3 separate regions of the Mus musculus genome follow, and regions 1 and 3 are each linked to region 2. The links are chromatin contacts, called in public promoter capture Hi-C maps. All regions are on one chromosome and are shown on one strand. The core of a region is the stretch at or near the end of the contact, and the rest is flanking DNA. Distances in the headings are between cores, read along the strand shown.

Region 1 (4,614 bases), core at 2,107-4,606, 2.7 Mb before region 2:
ACATCAGATCAAGACCAATCGTTCAGTGACACCACTTTTGCTTTGTGTTGTTTTTGTATTAAGGGCTGAATCCAGGGCTTCAAACATGCTAGGCAAGCAATCTCTCACTGAGCTATATCCCCAGCCCACTTCATTTTTTAAGAAGAATGTAAAACTTAGAGCAGATTAAAAAATAACTGTATCAACAACATATATCTTAAGTCTATGTGCTCCTGATACAAATTTTTCTAATGATTTATATGGCTACAACTGTTGTGGAATCTTATTGTTAAAGTTTTTAATACACACGACAAAGCCGGGAGAGCCTCAGGTCTAATACTCTGCTATAGGTCAAAGTAGCCAACAAATTCCATGAGGAATATCTGGTAAATACAGAGATAAAACTAAACCATAATAGTTATTCTCAGTTGAAACAGAATTCTGAATATTTCCTCCCCAAAGTCGCATGACTATTGTTATTATGGCCCAATGACAATCTTTAAGTCACAAAACATGTATAAGAATGAAAATCTTTTTTACTGCTCTTATATAAAAATATTTAGAAATAGACATTTTATATGTTCATGAACAAGAAACTGATAAAATAAATTATAGGGATAAATGTCTACCTAATTTAAGTGATCATAAAGGGCAATATTATGCTAATGTCACCAACCATGGATACAGTGATAAATTACAGAAAAACAATGATCCAATTTGCACAAATACACACTTGTACAAATAATTACCTGTATAGTTAGATATATATAATCTGACAGAACCAATATAAAAAACTGATGATTATTGATTGATGTGTTGAGGGCTGTTTTACAGGATTCATTTCTCAATTTTCTAAATAAAAAACAGCTTATGCAGGAACATTTTACTGTCTGTATAAACAGATCTGTTTCACACAGCGACACCATAAGGAAAAGGCTGTGAAATCTACAGAACATGGAACAGTGGTGAAGGAGAGCCACGGGTTGAGAGAACTGTCTCCAAGCTCGTCAGTTTCTGAGATCCAGTCCTACTGAGCCAGCTGGCCCCATCTATGATGATGTCACAGTGATCCATCAACTATGCTGTGGAGTGATAACCTCCTTGCTGACTGACCATTTGTTTCTAAAACCTTGAGATACCACTCCTACTAATTAAAGCATACAGATAAAGAATTTACAAGTTATAGGTTCTACCCCATCCGACGGAAAGGGATGCTAAGCAGGAGCTGTGAGAGTCTGTTGGTTTGTTTGGGGTGGTTTGGTTTAAGCTTTTTTTTTTAGACAGATTCTTTCTACATAGAGCTGGCTATGCAGGAACTGTTATAGACCAGGCTGATCTTCAACTCACAGTACTGGGATTAAAGTTGCCCAACTTCTTTTTTACTGTTTACATAAATGGCCTCTTCCCCCTTCATATCAAGCTTAGTAAAGGTATACTATCATGAAAGCCAGCAAAGCAATTGCAGCCTCTCACAAAAACAGTCTCCATGAACTTTGACCCAGTAAGCCACCGAACGCTTGTTAGGTACCCAGTGATGACAGGCACCAAAGGACCGTGCAGACAAGACAAACAGGCATACAGTTCGGGAGAAGCAAAGTCTACAACTTGAGTTTGTTTTTCATGTACTTTGTTCTCCCGTCACACTGCTAGGAAGCAGTGACAACAGAGGACAAAGGGAGTCTGGTCACGTGCTGGAGTACAACTGAGAGTCTTCCCAGCATCCACACTCATCCATCACAGCCTGCTGCTTTCTGTGCTACGGCTGTGGCCTGTGTATGACCTCTGGTTCCAACTGTGCCGCTCTCACCTTGAAAGCCCTAACCTTAGGAGTCTGGATAGCCAAGAGTTAATCTTTCACTCTGTCATGAGGGCTCTTACATGTGCCCAGGTCTCTGGTGAATACACAAGTTCTCAGTTTCAGTGCCCCTTGTTGTAGTGAGGCATATCAGTACAAAACAAATTTTTTTTCATTTTTTTAAAAACCTCTTTTCAATTAAATGTTCTATCTGCTGACTCATGGCTCTTATAGTTAGCTAGAGAGTATAAATAAATAAATAAATAAACAAACAAACAAACAAACAAACAAACGGAGTCTACCCAAAACTGCTCAACCTCAAAGCCTGTCAGATTGTACCACATTCTACCCTTGACATCTGCCTTCTCTGATAAGAGTGTATTATCATCTGGACTGGTGAAATGATGGATTTATTAGATGAGATGATACTATCTGGAGATGACACACACAAGGAGGTGAACCTAGTGAGACAAAGTAGATTCTTTGAAAAGTAGGTCTTATCCCCGATTCCTCTCTCTCTGCCTCCCTGAGAGAGCAGCTTCCCTCTGCTAAGTCCTCTTGTCATCACGAATTTCTGCCTCACCACAGGCCACAGTGATTAAAGTATTAAGCATACACTGAAACATCTGTAACTTCCAGCCAAGAAATCTTCCCTTGTTTTAGGCTGCTCTGTGTGTGTGTGTGTGTGTGTGTGTGTGTGTGTGTGTGTGTGTGTGTGTGTTTTAATGTTGTCACGCAGATGAAAACTGAGTAACAGAGTGGAAAGCAAGTACATGCTCTAGAAGCTATAATCGAGGACAGGCAAGTTTTGAATCGCAATTTCACCTTGTGATCCTCAGCGAGGCACTTTTTTTTTTTGTTTCCCTCTTTTTTGGGACTCATTCATTCCGACTATAGTATAGGGTTTTAACTAAAGCGATGACTTTCAGTTCTAAGAGTGCTTGAAACCGAGTCTTCTGTTAAAATTGGGAAGGAACATGGGCACAGGTTCTCCAGCAAGATTGTACACGTGTCTATGCCATCACGAGCCCTACTTGGCTCATGACACAAAACCAAGCCCTCGGGAGTCAAAGGTCAAGGTCAAGCACGAGTCTTAACAGCCCCCAAAGGCTGCAGCATAAACCTCTCAGTGTCCTAGAGTCTACGTGAGGATTCTTGTACAAAAATCTCCAGTGGGAGAAAACTGTGTTCCTAGGCATCAGAGACCTTAGTCCGGACCCCTAAGGTTTCAGAGTGGAGCCCAGGGGGCGCCAGCGCCTTGCCCCACATCACAAAGCAGCGAGGGCAGCGGCAGCGAAGGCGGAGGGCCCAGTTACCTGAGTCGGTCGCCCCAGAGTGCAGCAGCCTGACCTCCAGCCGCTGCTGGTCCCCGCCCGGCCTGCCCCGCAACACCTGCCGCAAGAGCAGCCGCACTCGCCGGGAGGCCACGTCCCCAAGGCCGCCCGGGGCTCCTAGGAGGAGGAGGCGTGACTGCATGGTGCAGGAGGCATGCGTGGGACCTCCAGGGGCTTCGGACAAGCACAGTCCCTGGACCGGGCAGGAGGCGATCGGCGAGCGGGACAGGAAGCGGCAGGGAGGCGGGTCCGCCGGAAACTCCTTCCCCCGGCTCGCCGGGCTCTGCGGGATGGGCCCGGCCCGGGGCGGAGGGCAGGCCGAGCGCCAGCCGGTAGGATCGGCTACCGGAGCCCGGCGCGCCGCCCCAGGCGTGGTCGCCCCAGGGACGCCCGGAGCTGGGGAGATGCCAAAGACCTTTAGCACAGTTGAGCGTATGCCCTGTTTCTTTCTTGGCTGCTAGCCTACTGTGTTATGATGCACTGTGGGCTTTCCCCTCGATACTGCTTCGGATCTTTTTTCAGAATGGAGAAAATATTCAAGAGATTCTGGAACTTCACCTATTTTAATTCGTTGTCATCTTCCCAGGGTTTCCACACCACAGGCATTGAAAGCTTCAGTTTAGCCTTCCTTTGCCGCTCCTGTTTTATCATCTTCTAAACTGCAAGAGGAAATGTTACACTATAATGGTGAATGAAAAAACGTTCAACTACCAGAAGGATCCAGTCAGGCTACAAGGCAAGGGTTATATAAACATAATTTATGTCTTTAGTGAGGAAAAAGTAGGACACTTGACTAAGGCTCCCTCCCTACCATGCATTCCAAAAGCAGCAGCAGTCTTCCATAAAGCAAACAAAGTCTAATGTAATTAGGCTGCCTCCCCAAAATGTCAAGAGTGAATTAACCAAAGCAAAAAGTTTTAATGAAGTTCTGCACAATGAAATCAAACAAACAAGATGCAGGCCTGGCTCTCAGAGAATGGCCTTGCCAATTCTAGACCTACCTGTATCTTACATCCATATTAAGCACCCACCTCCCAGGCACTTAAACTTCCCGAGGAACTAAACTTAGAAGTAAATGGAGGTGGCAGAGAAATAATTTAAACTAGTTTGGAGAAATCGAAAATAAAGGAGTGAACATTAAAGATGTCAAAACAGCATAATTATTACATGGATAGATTCTCACTATTTCACAACCACACCTGTTAGGCCTCAAATCTGAGACAACCAGCTATAGGAGGTGCCAGTTAACAGATAAAAGCTAACAGAGGTCCCTGTTAACACATCAAAGCTGGTACTAGCCACTAGATCCTCCTCCTATCTCTCCATTCCCACCTGTTACAGGATCCTCCTGGTAGAGGCACTCAGTCCCCTACTCTGAACTCTCCAACCCAGAGGCAGTACTATCTTTCCCCCAAGCTGCTCTTCCATCTACAATCCAGCCTCTTTGACTACTCTGGTCCTCTTTTGGTCTCCTGGTCTGGCTTCCTGGATCCTGGCTCTCTCCTC
Region 2 (4,489 bases), core at 74-2,573:
TATAATTAAGTTCCTTAAACATACTACCCAAGTAAAGCTCTCCATGTCCACCACAGATGTGAAACACTGACAGTTACAACTTAATATATAGAGCAGTAACATTCAAGTTCAAAAGGCCACATTTATCATCTTGGAATTACCTTCGTTTTCTGTTTTCTGTTTTGAGGCAAATTGAATTTTGCATCATGTGATCGTGGAAAATAAGAATGTGTAACTAAAAAAGAAAAGAGGGTTTCATTTAAGATTGCAAAGGTACAATTGTTTATTGATCATTTTTTTCTTAGATTAAAAACAAAAACTGTGTAGGTAGCATGGAGTGCAGGTACTCTTGGAGGCCAGAAGAAAGCTATCGGCTCCTCTGAGGCTGGAGTTACAGGCAGTTGAGAGCCCAGTGTGGATGTTGAGAACCGAGCTTTGGTCCTCTGCAAGAGCAATAGAGTCTCATCGCCAACCCATTTCTCCACCTCCCCCCCAATCAATCCTTTTCTAATGCATACATACAATCATTACTTCCTAATACCTAGTTTTATCTCCTGTATCGCGTCTTCCTACACTGAGGGGATAGGAAGCTCTCAAAAGGTATGGATTTTTGTATGTTTTGTTTACTGCTATGCAAGTAGTCCCCAGTTTTATAGTTGGGTTAAATTAATAAAATTTTGGATGAGCAGGTGGCAGGAAACCTAGTGAGACACATTTTGAATACTCATTACCAGCCTCCAAAACTACAGCGCAAAGCTGAGAGATAAAAAGAGAAAGCTGGGAGAGGAAAGAAAGAGAAAGTAAAGTAGGGCCACTAGGAACTGCAGCTTACCCGGAGATTGGTAAGACGTGTGGTACGTGGAAAAACCATTAGGAGACAATCCCCAGTACCAAGGCGTGGAGGCTTGCAAATTCCAGGCCTGCTGGCCGCTGAACTGAGATTGAGCATCGGGCGGAGCCTGGGCATCGAAAGGAGGCTGCGCCGCGGGAAGAATCTGAGCATCGAACGGTGGAAGCGCTCCGGAGGGAGGCTGGGGCAGCACGTGAGGCTGTCCCTTCCGGCTCTGCTCCGAGCCCGCCACTGGGGACGACAGAGGAGGTGGTGGCGGCGGCAGCATGGCCCAGTACACCCAGTTGTCCCGCGGCGGCGCAGCTTCGCTCGGAGTCCCGGGCGCGGGAGTCAGATCCGGGGCCGAAGGCCACACGGCGGGTGCCGGTTCAGCCATGCCACCTAGCAAGCAGCGAGCCCAAAGTGCAACTGTGGAACTATCATTAAGCGTCACTTCCGTTACAGTAATCTGGCCAATGAGCCCATCGCGGGCTTACGTCATCAGACAAAGCCGGAAAAACCTTCGGGCCTTGCAGCAAATCCTGGTCTACACCGTCCAGCCTGGGTTTAGCTAAACTGCGTGTGCAGGTTGGCTTGGGCTTTGAGCGACTGTGCGTCGCAGCGAATGGCTAGGGACCTGATCGGGCCGGCACTGCCGCCAGGCTTCAAGGAGCACGCGACAGTTGAGGACGAGGAACGGGACCCGAGCCCGGGTAAGCAGCAGCGGGCGTCTGCACTCCCGGGAAGGACTGGCGACCACCGTGGAGTGGGCGCGGTCCGCCCTGGGGGAAAAGCTGGGCAACGCCTGAGTGTTTGGGACCCGATCATCGTTAAAATGACTATACAGTCCCAATTTGCTATTATTACGAATAGGACTGTGCTAACTGATCAATCTTCGTCCGGTCGTCTGTTTAACCCTTCCATCAACTGTATAAGAAAAGATGATGGATGGTGCATGTGTTACAAATGATGACAGCGGCTGATGAATCGGTGCCTAAGACACGCAGCTAGTCCGTGATGAAGCCCAAGTTAGAACCTAGTATCTCTATATCTTCAGATTTACAAGACTCTTGCCAAAGATCCTGTGCCTCTCTCCTCCCCGGCCTGACTTCCCGACCTCATTCTATCATTCCATCTTACACAGCAGCCCAGTGCCCACACAGTTCGAGTTTATGCTTTGACGATAGACTTTTGGGGGTGCTATGGTTGTACTTAAATGCCTGACAAAACGTCCTTCATATACCAGTTTAAGCGTCACCTTCCCGAGCATTGTCACGTCTTCCTCCGGGTTTTCCTCTCCCCAGTTACGCTAATATTTAACACATTCTGTTCAACTAATTTGTGGATATCTCAGTCTCCACCAATTCACTGTGTCTTGCAACCTTAACATGCATCTATGCCACATCAATACCTCGCACACTCTTTCATGCTTTTCCGGCTTTAGTGTTTGTTCCAGTTTGAAGGCCGGCGCTGACTCTACTTGGGAAAGAACAAAACTGACAGAATGTTGATCTGACTTTGTTTTTCTGGCTACCCAGAGACTATGTCTCCGGCAGATTCTTCCTTCCAGATCTTATTTCTAGTGCCGTTATTTTTAAAAATTCCCTTTATTCTTTGTTTTAGGAAGGAAATTTCTACCCAGTTAGGTTGAAGAAGTATGAGTGAATTCAATTTGGTAAATCCCCTGCAATTTCTTTACCTATTGTACAGGTAACAGACATTTGGGTAGATTCTGGTTTTGTTTTTGTTTTTAACTCTTACAAAGAGTGCCACTATGCACTGTGTATGTGTGTGCATGTGTATCTATCTGTCTGTCCGTCTATCTATCTCCTCTGTTATACACCCTCAGTTTCAGAATCCTACCAGTTTACCAAAGCCCTCAGTGAGTATAGGAGTTCTGATTGTTCCATGTTCTCCCTAATCATTTTCCTCTGTCTTTTCAATCTGGTGTTTTGAAGCCATATTTTGTAGTAATTTAAACTTGTATTTTCTTGTGAGAAATTAAATTGAACACTTTTCTAATTTTTTATTATCTTTTTACCACTGTGCTCTGATAGTCTTTTGCTTATTTCTTATTGAAATTTCTTTTGTCTTCTTGATCTGTAGTTTGTAAAATTGGCATACACAGCATTAGGTTCCATTATTTATATTCATGTGTTTGTGTGTGGGTATGTGCGTGTGAATGCAAGTACCTGAAGAGAACAGGAGTTGTGTGGACCCTTGAAACTGGAGTTACAGGCAGTTGGGAGCCTCCAGATGTGGGTGCTGAGATCTGAACTTGGGGCCTCTGCAGTGTACACTCTTAACTGCTGCCTGAGCCATCCTTAAGACCGAATTATGTCATTTTTTAAACAAAACTTTTTGTTAATTCTTCTTCCCACCCCCTCTTATCTCTTTTAGCCTTCAGGCATCTCCCATAACCTCCTTTCCCCTTCTGTGTCTCATGTGTGTCCCCTATTCTTCAATACCTCTTTTAACCCCCTCATAATCTCTTTTCTAGTTTCATAGCTTATATCCGTACTCAGCCCACTTAATATGCACTTGTATGAACATCAGAGAGGACTGTGTATTTGCCTTTCTGAAACTGGGTCACCTCACTATAGAACACTTTCCAGTTATATCCACTTTTCTAGAACTTTTGTGACTTCATTTTTATTTACAGCTGAGTAAAATCCCACTGTGTATTTTACACCATATTTCTGCTATCCATTTATCTGTTGATGGACATTTAGACTGGCTTCATTTCCTTCCTCTGTGTTGTGACTAGGGCATCAGTAAACACAGATATGCAGGTGTTGCTATTGCTGGTTAGTGGTCTTTTTGTCAGCTTGACATAAGCTTTTGGTCATAATTTTTCATCACAGCAATAGTAACCCTAACTAAGGCACTAGGTTTTTTCTTTCATGTTATCATAAGATATTTATTGGATCTATTACATTCGCTATTTTAAAGCATACTTTTCAGTGGCATTAGTTATATTCATACTGTTTGTGTAGCTGCCACTACCACTTCATCTCTGGAATTGAAAGTTGAGCAACAACCCCCCATATCTCCCTGCCCACAGTTCTTAATAGTTGCTGTTCTGTATTGTGAATATGCTGAATTAAGTACCTTGGAGGTGTGGGGCTCAAACAGTCTGTCTGTTTAACCCTTCCATCAACTGTATAAGAAAAGATGGTGGATGGTATGTGTGTTACAAATGGTGTCAGCTACTATAAGTAGCACTTTTCATAAATGCCCTCAGGGTTCATCTCTGTAACATTCTTCAATGTTTCCTTCTATTGAGGACTCCTGGTCTAAGATTTAAACTTTATCGGCCACATTTTACAGAGCAACAAAGTAACACAAGCAGTTTAACTTACACAATCATATAGTTAGTAAGTGGCAAAGTCCAGATTCAAAGCCAAAGACTCCAGCTCCAAAGCTTGCAGCCTTTCCCTCCTTTGTATTAGAAGTACAACCTCTTCAGCCTCCAGCATTGGTGGCGAGTACATAGTGTATTCTCTCCTGCTGACTCTTCCTGTCTAGAATGTTCTTTTGGATTGCTGTATGACCACTGTTGTCTTGTCACTTAAGTCTACCAAATGCCTTGTCAGAGTGACCTGCCCTGGCCACTGTCTTCCAAATTGCCCCCCTCCACACAGACACATGTTTTTAAAGTTTCAATATAAGCACTTTGTC
Region 3 (4,437 bases), core at 211-2,710, 2.4 Mb before region 2:
GCAAGAGGCCTCTCAGGCCATTCGCTTCTCAAGTAGTTTAAAACAACAAAATGATAAAAAAAAAAAAAAATCTACATATTTTAAATACAAGTCAGCAGCCAGCGCTTAGGGCTCTGACTTAACACATTTTGGAGACTGTCAAGGTCATTGGAAATTGGTTCTCACAGGATTGTCTTTTACCTGGACGAGTTCCTTGTTGTTTCAGCTTCCGTAAAATTCACTCTCTACAGGGAAGAGCTTACTAGTTTTTTGTTTTTTTTTTTAAACTAATTGTTATTGTTCCCCCCTTTAAGAGGTCAAAGCTTTTCATTGTAGACTAAACTCCCAGTTCTTTTCTTGGTTGATGAAGCAGTAAGGGATCTAGCCTCTATTATCATCCCAAGTTTATTTCTTGTTATTCAAATGTGCTAGATTAGATCCGGATTTGGGGCTTGTGAATTATTCTACTTTCTGCTAGCGATGTAGGGCTGCTATCCAAATCACTGCCTGAATCTTTCCTCCCACAAGGGCACCACCCCCAAGCAGTGGCCCAATTGTAACCACCACCATCAGATGATGATAATCTGCGAGTTAACACCTACAGATATCCACCCCCTCCCCCAACCCGGCCCCAGCTCTCAACAACCTAATCTATTTGTCTTCATAGTGTTCAATAGACAACCTGGAATTATGCCTAAAACGTGTAAGGAAAGCAGCCAAAAGCTGTTGAAGAGAACGAAGATATGACTGTACTCTTTCTTGTCTCTCTCCCCTAAAGAGGATAAAACAAATAAGGAGCATCTACTTCAAAATGTCCTTCTCATCTCTCGGCCAGTTTGAGGACCGTATGTCCTTGAGGAGACCATGCAACATGACTGCACCGATTCCTCTGATTTAAACAGGAATCACACAGCTTGTCACCCAAGGCTAGGCTTCTTGGTGGTCAAAGCCTTATTTTCCAATTTCAATGGCCCGTGGGGTTGGGAAGTGCACTGCCCTTTAGACTGACTCCAGAGGTTCCGATTGGGCCCAAGGCTTCCTCAGTGGTTTCCCCTGATGATGTTGGGAACCGGGCAGACCCATTCTGAAGGATGGGCTGTGTCTGGACCCCTGATGTCGTGGGCTGCCACTGGCTGTGGGAAACCAGCCCCAGGAAGGTCTAAGGGTGGCGGATGGGATGCCAGCATCCTGGGCTCGGGCGCTTGCCAGAGGAAAGGGTTAAGCCGTTCCCAAGGCAACGCACCAGGAAGCGCGCAAGACGTCAGCCGAGAGTTCGTAGGTCAGCTCGAGGTTTAAAGCTCCCACGGGCCGAGGGCCGCCTGGCCAATGGAGAGGGCGCCTCCGCGTCACGTGACGGGCGACCCGCAGCTTTGCCCTCCAGAGCACGTGGGAAGATATTTTCCCCCCACCCCTTGTTCCTTTTGCGCGGGCTCGGCCACGGGGTCGTTCTCGCGAGAGGTGCGACGGCTCTCGCGAGAGTGAGTGGGCGGCGTGGGGAGGCGGCGGCGGTGGCGTCGCGGGCTGGGGCGGGCGAGGGGGAGCGCCGCTGCGCTGCGGCTCGCGCCACCGGGCGTTGCGGGCCGTGACGGGAGGCTGACATGCCCGGGAGCTGAGAGGCTGTGCCGCCTGGTGAGCGGGGCAGGGAACCGGGAGCCAGAGGGCCGGGTCCAGACTGCGGCCGGGCGCCGTGGCCTCGCTGCGTGGGGCGCGGGCGGGAGGACGGTGCACTTTGTCCTCCGCAGCAGCATCCTTCCCTGTCAGCGTCCGAACCCAGGTCCCCGGCGCTGCCCTAACCCCAGATGCCGCTGTTTGCATCGCTGTCACGTCGCCTCCAGGCTGGCCAAGCATCCGAATTGCGCTATCAAATAGAAAATGGGCTGGCCAGACCACAGTGACAGTACAGTCTAAACCCCTGGTATAGCTTGGTGACAGTCCTTTAGCTCTGCCTACGGTCTTTAAAAAGAAAAGAAAAGAAAAAAAAACCCTATTAGTTGGAGGTGGCTTAGCTTTAGGCATTAAGGCATTTTGCGGTGAGCAATACTGCTGAGACACATCGCTAATGGCCTTGGCGCATACTGGAGTTAATATTCGCAGTTCTTTTATAGCCTTGTGATTATCCATTTGCTTCTAAATCGCTTGTTTTCCTTTGCATCTTTCTCACCTTGTTAGCAGTGTTATTTATATTGGTACTCAATTTTGTTATGTATGAAAATATATAAAATAAGGGCATCAGGAAAGATGGAGTATTTATTCATGCAAAGGTGATTTTGTTTTAATGTCTTTGTGTTTGCTTGGTGTGTGTGTGTGTATGTGTTGGTGTGTGTGCTGGTAAAAGGCAGCCTAGTATGATTGATGTCATTTTCAATAGTCCCACCTAATCTTTCAAACTATAGAAGCATTTTTTTCAAGGAATAACCTGGTTATTCATACTTGATTGTGTTTTCCAGGCAGGATTGTGAATCATAGGTTGGCAGTAAATTAAGCAATTAGTTGTGTAGTTAGTAACTGACTTATGAGGGATGAAGGGATATGAGGGAATTGGGGAAGACGTGGGTTTATAAGCTGAGCTGTGGCTAATGTAGATAGCTACAGAACTGCTCAACTGATCTGCCTGGAAAGGAATTGGCAGTATATACTCTGTGCCCAGTGATGTTTCTCAGTTGTTGAAGATTCTGAAGTTGGAGGCCCAGAACTGTAGTGAGAGATTTGCTAGCCTTCTCAAGCCTCTGAATTCCAGGGCTTCGTCAGGGAAACAGAAGAAAATCCTTTGGGAGAAAGGATGGTACATTTTATTTTAATTCCAAAGACTTAGTGTCTGGGAAAGGAACTCAGCCAATTCCGATCATAATGCAGCAGGTTGTGTAAAGGGAAATTTCCAGCTATAAATAGGGGAATTCTAGTCACACAGGGAGATATGAAAAACTTAGGTGAGTGGGCAAAGGAGTTAGCAAAAGTTCCCTTCCACTCATCTTTGTTGCTAGTCTTTCTAAGTTGTGGCAAGGGTTTCAGACTTTTAGAGCAATGGTTGCTTTGTCTTGTGTTTGGAAAGCAATTGAAGTAACTTTGGATGGAGCAATTACTTAGGTAATCCAAGTGTTGTTTTTTGTTTTTTTTTTTTTCATTTTTTCTTTTTCTTTTTGTGAAGTGGCCCCAGTAGTTAAATAAATAAATAAATAAATAAATAAATAAATAAATAAATAAAAAATTAGCCACTCAGAGAGAATGAGTGTTGAGCCAGGTTAGAGAACTCTTGAGTTTAGCTTGTGTGAAGTTGGGCATACCCTGGCATTCTGGCACAGGGAAAACATGCTTTACCATCTTAAAAGCAAATGGGGCAGATCCATATATTTTCATTTTTTTCTGTTCATGCTTACAGAAAGAAATTAATTGAACATGACCTCCTGGAGATAAGCATTTAGACTGTGTGGATTATTGACTAGACTTGACAGAAGGAGGAAGCGGAGAGATTTTGGATTAGCCTCTGCTTACTGGGAGCTTTTTCTTTGACCTTCCTTAATGGTTTGAGGATTATTTGGCTGCCAGAATCAAAAAGCCATTAGAATTAGCTTACTTGAAAAAGGCATTTGTTGGGGCTGGCGAGATGGCTCAGTGGTTAAGAGCGCCGACTGCTCTTCTGAAGGTCCCGAGTTCAAATCCCAGCAACCACATGGTGGCTCACAACCATCCATAACGAAATCTGATGCCCTCTTCTGGAGTGTCTGAAGACAGCTACAGTGTACTTACATATAATAAATAAATAAATCTTAAAAAAAAAAAGAAAAAGGCATTTGTCATATTGTTGGAGCACTGATGCTAAGGTCCAGTTTGTGATTCTAGCTCAGTGGCCTGGAGACTGGGAAGTCTTGAGGTTGAAATGCACCAAGTTTTCTCTTAGTTCTTTGCTATTAGTTGCATGCTCTCTTCAGTTGTCAAACACTGACCTTCTCCTGAGACCTCCTGGGCTTTTTCTTTGCTTTGTAAGAGTGTTCACATCAGACCCACCTTGACTTTGCATCATGGTTCCTAACAGAGCTCTTCCACTCTCAGTTCTAAATGTCTGTGTATCGAGAGAATGTCGTGGTCAGCTTTCTACTTCTTGTCAGGTTGGTTGTAGTGTGGATTAGGAAGATGGGACTAGGAGATGGAGGGTGGGGAGCCACACTGTAGTCCTAAAAAGGACTTGAGCCTTTCAGACTGCTTCAGCAAGGTCTTTAACATGGGAGGTCTGTAGTTGGGAGCAGATGATGGATACCTATGGTGTACTGTAGTATCTTGGAGTTGGAGTTCTTCCCCCAAGCCCAGCATTTCCCTTGGTCTCAGCTATGTAGAGTTGTAAACTGCGTCCAGTGGTCCCTTTCCAGGACAGGTTATCTTGGGTTTGTTAGGTTGGACAGGCTGCTTAAAACAGTTTATATAATGGGCATAGTGCTACCGTGAGAATTCTAGATGCACATGTGT

What was found. Promoter capture Hi-C pulls out the DNA fragments that hold promoters and counts their contacts.
Region 1: a contact with region 2 is called in a promoter capture Hi-C map of liver, with 6 times the contacts expected there. The contact joins the promoter of Vwa8 here to the promoter of Gpalpp1 in region 2. A contact is called at or near these places in 2 of 39 promoter capture datasets (liver and pre-B cells).
Region 3: a contact with region 2 is called in a promoter capture Hi-C map of liver, with 10 times the contacts expected there. The contact joins the promoter of Akap11 here to the promoter of Gpalpp1 in region 2. A contact is called at or near these places in 4 of 39 promoter capture datasets (hippocampal neurons, liver and pre-B cells), 1 of 115 datasets of contacts at active chromatin or transcription factors (astrocytes) and 1 of 9 other capture datasets (adipose tissue).

The regions. Positions count from the first base shown.
Region 1 is chr14:78,847,920-78,852,533 of GRCm38.p6, reverse strand. Vwa8 (von Willebrand factor A domain containing 8) reads right to left here and starts at 3,356. Exons shown (of 45, transcript NM_027906.1): 1 at 3,091-3,356. The coding sequence starts at 3,250.
Region 2 is chr14:76,107,649-76,112,137 of GRCm38.p6, reverse strand. Gpalpp1 (GPALPP motifs containing 1) reads left to right here and starts at 1,323. Exons shown (of 8, transcript NM_026177.3): 1 at 1,323-1,521. The coding sequence starts at 1,434. Nufip1 (nuclear fragile X mental retardation protein interacting protein 1) reads right to left here and starts at 1,247. Exons shown (of 10, transcript NM_013745.5): 1 at 812-1,247; 2 at 141-214. The coding sequence starts at 1,205.
Region 3 is chr14:78,533,883-78,538,319 of GRCm38.p6, reverse strand. Akap11 (A kinase (PRKA) anchor protein 11) reads left to right here and starts at 1,460. Exons shown (of 12, transcript NM_001164503.1): 1 at 1,460-1,608.